Regions from separate parts of the Ovis aries genome. Here regions 1 and 2 are each linked to region 3. A link is a contact called in public Hi-C data. All regions are on one chromosome and are shown on one strand. The core of a region is the stretch at or near the end of the contact, and the rest is flanking DNA. Distances in the headings are between cores, read along the strand shown.

Region 1 (3,420 bases), core at 754-3,253, 170 kb after region 3:
GCCTGCAGCTGGGGCGTCAGTTCTCATGCCCAACAGTCCCCATGGCTCCCTGTTGTCTCTCTGCAGCCTGTGTCAAGTGGCAGAGGCATTTGTCATACAGCCTGGGCTGCTGTCTTCCTTACAGCAGGGAAATATTTCTCTGCGCCTTTGCCTTTTCCTGGCACCTGCCCCTTCACTCACCGACCACCTTGCCTCCTGTAAGCAGCTGCACAAGCAACCCCTAATTTAACTAATTCCATTATGAAGATGGCAATTAGCTCAGTGAAAATCTTCAGGAAGCCCACACCACTGCCCTTCCTCCAAACTCAGGTTTGGAGGTCAGCAAAATGGATACAAAGCACTGTCCCCTCTCTCTTGCCATCACAGACAGACTCCCTCCTACTGAGGAAACACATCCCATGCAGGCTTACACAGGCCCCAGGAGGAAAGACATTCTGCAGTGAGACTGATGTCTGCCCAGTGACCTGCCTCCCCAGGGCAAGGCTGTAGCCAGGCAGGTGAAGTCTGGAGGAACAGGAACAGCTATTGCTAGGAGAGCCCATGGCATCTGAGGGACTTCTCTTAAAGAGGAGGACCTAGGCAAGAAAATCACATTTTGAAGAATGAGGAAAGACTCAGAAGTTGGACAGTGGAATTATCCAGAAAAAGGCAGGGCAATGGCAGGAAAAATGACTGAGACATAAAAGCAGAGAGAGGAAAATGAGAAGTTTCAGGTCTGAGACTCTTTTTAAGGGCTTGCAGGCTGGCCCCTTCAGAGTCTGAGCCTCTTCTGCATTATTCCTCCCAAGTTGCCAGCCTAGTTGTACTGGAACCTGCAAGTGACGGGGGCTCACTCCCTCACTGGGCAGCCCACGTGGTCTTCTTCCCATTACATACACTGAGCTGACACACCTCCCTCTTTGTCTGCTTTACTGGCCTCAGTTCTACCAGTTGGGAGCCACATGAAACCGGTCCTCTAGCCACGACGGTTTCTAAACTTGGCTCTTCATCATTTTAAAAATGTCTCCTGAGCTCTCCTCTGGATATTCTGTCTCAGGAGTTCTGGAAGAGCCTCTCAGAGTGGCTGTCCCACACTCATTCTGACTCCTATTATCAGCACCCCCATCCGCACTTGCATTCCTGAACCAAGCCTCTCTCTTGCACACAGTCTTGATGGGACTGTCCCCAAGTGTCCCCAGGACATCTTATGGAACCAGTCAGGTTTGTTCTTGCCCAGGAATTTTATTTTTAAGCAGAGAGGCACAAAGCTTGGAAGACAATAGGAGCTGACTTCTCCAGAGAGTGTTCACAAGTTCCTGCCTCTTAGGTCCAGACAGAGCCCTGGGTCCTGACCTCTCCAAAACTTGGGTCTTCTTGTTTTCTCTTCATTCTGTGAGCCTCCAGCATATTTTCCATAAACCCTCCATTTTGCCTAAGTCAGCCAAAGTCATTTCTTTTTCTTGCAAACAAAGAACTCTATCCATACAGAAGGTGAAGAGCAGTACCTGATAATCTGAATGTCATTCTGACGGAAACAGTGCTTTGGGGACCGTGATCTCAGTTTATTGTCATTGTTTGATTGATGAAGGCACTGAAGCCTGGAGAGGACAGGGGCCCCCCTGAGATCTCACAGCATCAGCAGGGAACGGGGAAGGCTCCCCTCAGATCTCACAGCATCAGCAGGGAAGGGGGAACTGGAGAAGACACAGCGTCCATCAGACTCCTCCCCGTGCTACCTTCTGCTCTAAGACACTTCCCCCAGATTTCCTAGCCACACTCTCACAGGATGAAGACTCTACCAGGGCAGGAGACAACTCTTCACTGTTTTCCCCTCCCTCCCTCTCGCCGTGCAAGAGCAGGGGAGGAAGCGGCCGGGGCACAGAGCCTCTGGATTGGATGGCGAGAAGACCTCACGGAGAGAGGTCAGCACTTGAAAAATTCCTCAAGTCAAAGGGCTCGGGGCCTGGGTGCCACACAAGGCCCTCACTGTGTGCGGACATTGTCCCCCTGATAAAAGGGGCCGGGCCTGGGAAAGCGGCGCTGGTGTCCAGGCGACAGGCCAGGCTGCTGGGGAATGCCCAAGGCCCCTCCCGCACCAGGCACCAGGGCGGAGGGAGGGGGAGTGGCAGGGGGTGCCCAGAGTGGGAGGACAAGCCCAGAAGTCCAGCACCACCCCAGGTTGCAGGGGGTGGCTTGTATGAATCCGTGAATGAAGGGAGTAAGAGGATGGCAAGACCCCTCTCACCAGGCCTTTCCTAGCTCCCTGCCCCCCACTGCTGGATTTCCCCACAGGGAACAGGCAGGGCTTACCCTTATTTCAAGGAGAGTCTTAGGGGTAGAGGAAGAGGTGGGTGGGGGGAAACATAAGGATTTTGTTCCCTAGAGCCTAGTGTCCCCAACAGACAGGTGTAAATCCTGCCTTGAGCCCCCGACCAACTCTAGGAGGAGGGGAACCAGCCCGGTCCCCGTCTTCCCATCTTCAGAGCAGACAGTGTGCCAGCCCACCAGCGCCCAGACAGCCCTCCTCCGGGGCTTCTAGAGCGCAGCCCTCAGGCACGTCCAGCTGAGCTGAGAAACGTGCCAGCGGCTTCCTCCCCACCGGCTGCCAGGGCCACTGCATTCGCTAGCAGTTAGTATCACAATTAGCTGGGGTTTAATATTTATTTCATTTTATTTATTTGGCTGTGCAGGGTCTTAGCTGCAGCACACAGGATCTTCCGTCTTCACTGTGGCATGTGGAGTTCTCGTCGCAGCATATGGGATCTTTGGCTGTGGCATGTGGGATCTAGTTCCCTGACCAGGGACTGAACCCGCGCCCCCTGCATTGGGAGTATGGAGTCCTAGCCACTGGACCACAGGGAAGTCCCTGCAATCAACCGTTAACACCATCACCATTTCAGTGCCCGTTACGACAGCTAAGCCCAGTACCAGCCCCCTCCACCTCTTACTGACCCTTCGTGAGAGGTGCCACGATCCTGCCTTACAATGGAGGAATGTGAGGCCCAGAGGCCAGACTCCCCCAAGGTCTCATGAGTGAGAGAGAGGAAGGGGTCCAGGCAGTCTGCCTCGAGACTGTCCACTCTATTTTGTTCCTGCCCTGCTGGTGACTGCGACTGTTCAGTCCTCATCACAGGCCGGGAAAGCAGCTTCCTGAGAATGAGGTCAATGGAAGGGGTGGGAGGGCTGGTTTGGCTCCCCAACCAGAAAGCAAGGACGCACAAAGGCCAGCTTCTCACTGGGCCCATGTTAGCAGGGCTGGGCACTGCCTCTTGTTGCCACCCTCCGTTAGTAGGGTGGAAAGATAAAGTAACAGACATCTACTTAATTATGAACTCCAGATAAACAACAAATAATTTTGTGGTACAAATCTATATATTGCATGGGATATGCTTATACTGATTCACTGTCTAATTATTAATTGGACATCGCCATTTTTACTGG
Region 2 (3,432 bases), core at 114-2,613, 150 kb before region 3:
ACCCTGGCTATAATTTTGGCTGATTATTGACAGAAATTGTTTATCTAACATCCATGTGTTGAGCACCTCTTACCTGCCTGACTTCTGGTAGATCTATGAAAGAAGGTTAAGAAGGTTAAGATAGGGTGCCTGCTCTAAGAAAGCTTATTAATCCAGATCTGTCTCCTTAAGGGAGACTTCAGCTGGCCAACGTGGTCAGGGGAGTTTCTAAAGGGTGCTCCCTTCACCCTTCACCTGTAACCGGAATCAGGTAAGGAACCAAGCCAGAGACCCTGTTTCTTTGGAGGATGGCTTCCATGTTAATCCATCTCAGAGAAGTGGGCAAGGCTCAGTGTGCCCACAAGGTGGCGGCATTCTAGCATATTCCCAACTGCTGGGGTTACTGGGAAATAGCGCCTTCTGTTGGCAAGGAGGGGAGAAACCACTTCCTCTCTTACAGGGGCTGAGAGTGGGTTTCATCTCTTCTGTTCAAAGTACAAACCTGGGAAAGTCCTGCAACCAGGGGCTGAGGGGAGAGGGCGATGGTGCTGAACAAAGGAAAATGGTGCTAACGATGCCTTATCTGATCCAGCAAACCTTCCTGGATGCCCTCCCGAAGTTCCCCTAACCCCAAGTATGTGTAGAATCTCCTCTGGGTCCCTTCACCTGAGCACTTGCCACACTGAATTTGCATCACTGCTTTACCATTTTTCTTTCATATGGCTAGGACCATATCCCTTTCCTCTTAGAATGCCTGGTGCCTACACAAAGTGTGACCCAGGGTGAGGGTTAAAGCTCCTTGTTGAATGAATGAAGTTTGTTCTAAGCAAGAACTTAAAACAGAGTCTCACTTGAGTACCATCATCCTGGCGAGGGCGTCTCAGGCCATTATCATCCTTGTCTTCAAAGATGGAAACTGCAAGATGGGAGACCGAGGATGAAGCCCAAGATGCCCTGATGTTAGTCACCGGAGGACCAGGATCCACTTTACATCTACCTCTGGCCAAAAGGTGCCAGCCTCGTCCAAGGCAGCCAGAGAATAAAGGTGGAGGAGACGGAAAATTCAGATCTGAGTCTGGCGCCCACTGCAGAAAACTAGGGCCCTTAATCTCGGTTTTCACGTGACTTCCATCTCTGACCAGGGAGGGGGCATGAGTTTCAGTTCTGTGGCCAGGGGCGGGGGGAGGTGGTCCACTCCTCGGAACAAGCAAGTTCAACCTGCTTCCCATCTCCTTCCAGCCAGGCCTTTCCACCTCTGTGGTTGGAGCTCCAGCAAAGAAGAAAGCAGTCAGAGGCATTCTGAAGGGCTCAACCTCCTCACATTCCAGCCCTGGCTGAAGCCAGCCCAGGAACAAGTGGAGAGCCTCTCTTGGAGGAAGTGATTCAGAAACCACGATGGCCTGGCGGCCCGCCGTGACTCACAACACATCAATGGAGGAATTGTCTGTGGAGGCTGAAAATACCAAAGCTCTTTTCTTTCCTTCCTTTCTTTTCTTTTTTTTTTTCTCTTTCTTTTTTTCCCCTCCCCTTGGCGGCATTGTGCAACACCAGAGCTGCCCAGAAACATGTGTTTCTCATCACTGGCTCCAATAGCCGCCTTGGAGGACTGGGGAGAAAACAAGACTGAGAGTGAAGAGACCACAGGGGGAACTGCAGCAGTTAAAGCGGGGTTGGGGGCTTCTCTTTCACCACACCCGAGTCCTGTTTCACCATCCCCATCAACACCAGCATGCCCAAAGAACATCTGGGATGGCAGAAAATAGAATTTTGGGTCTGGGAGAAAACTAGTCTGTCTCTCCTTCTATCTTTTTCTACATGGGGAAACTGAGGCCCCGAGAAGAGAAGTGGCTTGCTAAATATCCTCAGTTCAGTTCAGTTCAGTCGCTCAGTCGTGTCCGACTCTTTGTGACCCCACGGACTGCAGCACGCCAGGCTTCCCTGTCCATCACCAACTCCTGGATAAATACCCTACAGCCTCATTACATCTTGTATTTTGCTGCAGCAACTGCATTTTTCTGTATCCCAGGTCAGGAAATGTAGTTTGATAAAGGGTGATTTTCATGAACTTGGGCAAACTCCAGAAGATAGTGATGGACAGAGAGGCCTGGTGTGCTACAGTCCATGGCTTTGCAGAGTTAGACACAACTTAGCAACTGAACAACAACAAGTGAAAAATGAGAAGTCATAGTAAGTTTTGTTATAAATCTATCAATGGTCCCTTTCCCCTTGTCTATCAGACTTAGGAAATTGGTCAGCACAAGGTCACTTAGGTCATCTGCAAATTCTATAGGCCATTTTGCAGTTTTCATCCAACTCTGTAGCATGCGACATTGGTGCCCATTGGTACCACCCCTCTGTTTTTCTTTCCTAACTCTGCAGCTGCTTCTTTTCAGCATCCTTTGCCCCTCCACCCACCTACCTACCACTGGCTCTCAAACATCTAAGTGGGATATGGCTCTCTCCGAGGCCTTCTTCTCTTCTTATTCAGATCCATGTTCCTGGTATTAGCAATGACCTGTTCACTGATGGCTCCCAGATCTTATCTACAGCCCATTCATATTTTCTTAGCTACAGATGTGTATATGTCGCTGTATTCTCAGCACCTTCTTTGGATGCCCCAAACTGAATGCATCATTTTCCTCCAAAGCTCTTTGACTATTTTCTTAGAAAATATTTATTTGGCTGTGCTGGTTCTTAGTTGCAGCATGTGGGATCTAGTGCCCTTACCAGGGATCCAACCTGGGCCCCTTGCATGGCGACCACCAGAGAAGTTCCCCTTTGACTATTTCAGTTTAATTGTCAAGCAACTATGGGATCAGTACAGTCAGTATTCTGAAGCATGAACTTTGCAAGCTCAAAGGCCTGGGCTTGACTTGCAGATATGCCATTTAACTAGCTATGGGGCGCTGGCCAAATTGCTTAACCTTCCAATTTCCTCATCTGTAAAATGGGCATGATAAAAATACCTACTTCATAAGGCCGTCATTAAGAGGAAAATGAGTAAAAACAATAGCGTTAGCACAATGCCTGGCATGAAGTACATGCTGTAAGCACTGAGCTGTTATTTTTATAATGCATCTCAGTATCCTCCCCATTGAACCACGCTGAATTCTTAATTTCTTCACAACAACAGGGCCTTTCACAGTTAAGGGCCATTGTGCTGGTTGAGGATGCTCTTCACGCGCCTCTCAGGCTAACTCCGACTCACCTCCAGACTGAGTGCAACTGCCACTGCCCTCACGAGAAGTGAACAGCTCCTTCCTTTGTTCTGATTCTTTGTTTATCCCACTGCCATTGCATTTTTCACAGAGTCCTAATTATAATGCCTACATCTTGCCCTGTCTCTCAGGCTTCTCCCATAACACTCGGGTCCAGGGGCAAACAACTGCCCCACGTAGTCCTGTTTTTATGTATCCTGATGCCTTTGCATATGCTGCTCACTATGCTTGGAAA
Region 3 (3,259 bases), core at 450-2,949:
GGTGAGAAAGTGAGAAAGATGCAAGAATAGAAAGAAGATTCCAGCTGCAAAAAGGACACTTGCACAGATAAAGCTAGCTGCCACTAAAAAGTCCAAGAAAATAAACACCTGTCTTAAGGCAGGAATCAGAGAATTCAGTTCCTGGCTGGTTGCCAAGTAATGGCATCTTTCTGCAACAGTTTCCTCATCTGGAAAGTGTGAATAACACTTTGTGTTTTTCCTATCTAAAAGGATCATTGTGAGATGTAATGAGGTGAAGTATGGAAAATATTAATATAAGGCAGGCTCAAGAGGTTACTGAATAAGAAAAATAGTCATAGTATCAGTTTTTTAGCAGATATCCATTGTTCCTCATGTTCTTGAATCCTGGATAGTTCTTCAGGATCTAGTTTCATTTCCGGTTGGAATTAGTTCACCTCTAATTCCTCGCTGAAGGATGGAGACTTGTCTGCCCTCGGTGGGGTTACCATTTCCTCGTGCCCTAACTTACTGTTTTTCGAGTAAGCCTAGGGACTTTGCACTTGCTGTTATCTCCTCCCAGCTGCCAAAGGGCTGAGGCTTCTTGTTCACAGCCAGGCTGTCACCTTCTCAGCCATTTTGCTTATTATCCCGTAGACAGCAGCGCCCTCCGCAGTATTTCTAACCCATCATTCATCATTCAGGGCACTATTACCTTAGTAAATCACCCTATGTACTCATGTATCTTCTAATGTATTGCCTACTAGTTCCATGGGAACAAAGAGTTCGTTTTGCTCATCCCAGAATCCAGAACGATGTCTGTTGAATGGCCTCATGATTTACTCCGGCTGAGCCCGGGAAACAACCTTTCGTTACAGTCAGTTCCAAAAGGCAAACGACTTCTTCCTACTGAGCAGGAAAGTCTGGAGCAGCGATACGCTGAGGGATAGGGGATTTGTCAGCAACCTGGTTCTTTCCCCTCTGACCCGGCTCTCTCCAGAGAAGGCACAGTTAGCCTTTATTTATCCTTTCCACCAGGCGCAGTCAAGGTCCCCAAGGCAAGGCCACCTCTGACCTGCCAAAGGGGTTGGTGCTGGGGTGAGCGGTAGTTGATTTTGGTTTGAGTCAGAGGCGCCCAGAGGGCGGGGTGGGCGTATGGCGGGTTTGCAGGCGAGGAGGGCAAGGGGGCGCCGCTCCGAGGGCCCCTGCGCCAGCGCGTAGCAGGGGCGCGTTCAGCCCACCCACTCGCGTGCCCACAGCTGTATTATTCCCTAAAAGGACCTGAACGGGACGGGCGGCCCCGCCCCGTCGCCCCGCGCCCCCGGCCCCGCCCCCTTTTTGGAGGGCCGATGAGGTAATGCGGCTCTGCTATTGGTCGGAGTCGGCGGGCCCCGCGCGCTCGAGAGGGGGTGCCCGGGGGGACCCGCGCTATATCACTCGGCCGCGGGGCTGCGGCGCAGAGCGGGCAGCGGGCGGACGCTCGGACAGCTTCTCCTCCTTCTGCTCCCTCAGCTCCTGCTCCTCCGCCCAGAGAGACTGCCCACCCGCCCAGTCCTGCGCCAGCGCCGAGGCAGCTCCGTCGCACTCCATCCCGTCCCGCCGGGCACTCGGAGGGCGGCGCGCTCCAAGCCAAAGTTGCCCCCCACAGGCGGGCGGGCGAGCGCAGGCTGCAGCGACCCGGCCCGTGGCGCGCAAGGCAACTTTGTAGACGCGAGCAGCAGCCCCAGCAACGGCAGCGGCGATGACTCCCTGGCTCGGGCTCGTCGTGCTCCTGGGCAGCTGGAGCCTGGGGGACTGGGGCGCTGAGGCGTGCACGTGCTCGCCCAGCCACCCCCAGGACGCGTTCTGCAACTCAGACATCGGTAAGCGCTCCCGGGGTCCCTGCCGGAGCCCCCGCGGTGACCGTTCGCTCGCGCGCTGCAGCCGGGACTCCGGCGCTGCTATGGGTGGCCTCGCCAACCCCCAATCCTTTCCATTGCCTGGGCTTGGGGGGAGGTCGTGGAGGTAGATTCTGAGGTATGCTTCAGCATGACCGAGGTGGGTAGACGCAGAGAAACCCACCGAGGCCGAGTGAACTCTTTGTAGCCATGGTCTTTTAGGGCGTGAGGTCCTTACTGGTCTTTTTGACATCTGGAAAATTCCCCTTTTCACTATCACCGGAGAACTGTCTGGGGAAGAAAGATGGGGAGAGCATTTCTAAAACTTGTAATGCCAACTAAAGTGCTGGGATGATGATGAGTTTAAAAAATAAAAATTAAAAAGAAAAAGTTGCCAGTCATGTGCAGGGGAAAGTTGCAGGAGAAACTTGTAGTTTTCTGAGTTTTCACCATCTCCCCACTATGTTCATTCTTTTCACCAAGACCCAACTCAGCCTCACAATCCCTGGGCAAGTGCTAACTGAGCTTCTTGGACTGCCAAGTTTGGGTGGATTTAAGGGGGGAAATAAGAAGGAATCTGTGGGGTTGACCCTCCCCGAAGGAACTGTATTTGAAAGTGTTGATAGCAAGCAGGAGGTGGCGTGTGTGAGGGATCACTTATCACATAGCTGTGAGAATTCACAGGAAGGCTTTTTTTTTCCTTGAATGTGTGTGGGGTGGGGGGAGACACGGCAGTGGAAAACAGGTTTGTTACCAAAAGAACAAAGATGCCAAGGGTCACATCATGGTGACTATTCCAAATCGGACTTAGTGTCTTGATTAGAGACAAGGGCCTTTAGAGTCCTGGGAGAACTTGTTTCAGAGTGTTCGGGACACTTGTGCTTGGATGGCCAGAGGGGGAGCAGCAGCTGGAAAACATCTCTCCTCTCCTTTCCAGCTCATAAAGCTTGCAAGTCTAGTGGCCCTTGCTCTGTGTGTGTGTGTAAATGCGGGCGGGGGGTGGGGTACAACACAGTCTAGTCACCCTCTGCCTGTGTCCATTCAGAGGTGAAGAATGGAGCGTGTGTGTTTTAAGCACAGTCATAAAGAGGAAAAGAAATTTTCCACTGGGTCCTGGGTGAGGGCCTCCACAAGTGTGCTGCAGGGGAGGAGGGGGAGGAGGCAGGAACCTGGCAGGGGAGGCAGCTGAGGCTGGGAGGGGTGCTGCTGGTGGGCCTGGCAAGCCTAGGAGATGTGAGGGAGGTGGCTGTGGTGACTGGGTCAGTCTGGCTGGCAGGCAGGAGTATTTGTGTGACCTAGGGTCACCCACATTAGTGGCTTCCTGGGGTCCTTGCTGTGCCCCTTTCCTTCTCCTGGGGGAATCTGACTGGCCCCTGGGTTTGTGGATTGCAGGGAAGGATTCTTCGGGGCTGCCAGAGGCCTGC

Evidence for each region. A called contact is a pair of places that touch in the nucleus more often than the background predicts.
Region 1: a Hi-C map of hypothalamus shows a contact between it and region 3, with 6 times the contacts expected there. The contact joins the enhancer-like site here to the promoter of TIMP3 in region 3. A contact is called at or near these places in 7 of 16 Hi-C or Micro-C datasets (hypothalamus, liver, muscle and 4 more).
Region 2: a Hi-C map of tail adipose tissue shows a contact between it and region 3, with 9 times the contacts expected there. The contact joins the enhancer-like site here to the promoter of TIMP3 in region 3. A contact is called at or near these places in 7 of 16 Hi-C or Micro-C datasets (hypothalamus, liver, mesenteric adipose tissue and 3 more).

Annotation. Positions count from the first base shown.
Region 1 is chr3:177,157,383-177,160,802 of ARS-UI_Ramb_v3.0, forward strand. The region is part of intron 2 of SYN3 (synapsin III); the gene reads right to left. LOC132659468 (a long non-coding RNA gene) reads left to right here. Exons shown (of 2, transcript XR_009599973.1): 1 at 1-1,901; 2 at 2,670-3,372. Among named protein-coding and RNA genes, the nearest start is that of SYN3, 45 kb to the right of the region's middle. Within about 2 kb of position 2,004, at least 7 of the 54 cell types and tissues checked have an H3K27ac peak or open chromatin away from gene starts, as enhancers often do. A contact at or near this core is called in hypothalamus, where this site is marked.
Region 2 is chr3:176,843,793-176,847,224 of ARS-UI_Ramb_v3.0, forward strand. The region is part of intron 6 of SYN3 (synapsin III); the gene reads right to left. Among named protein-coding and RNA genes, the nearest start is that of TIMP3, 150 kb to the right of the region's middle. Within about 2 kb of position 1,364, at least 20 of the 54 cell types and tissues checked have an H3K27ac peak or open chromatin away from gene starts, as enhancers often do. A contact at or near this core is called in tail adipose tissue, where this site is marked.
Region 3 is chr3:176,989,835-176,993,093 of ARS-UI_Ramb_v3.0, forward strand. It overlaps TIMP3 (TIMP metallopeptidase inhibitor 3), which reads left to right and starts at 1,700. Exons shown (of 5, transcript NM_001166187.1): 1 at 1,700-1,820. The coding sequence starts at 1,700. The region is part of intron 6 of SYN3 (synapsin III); the gene reads right to left.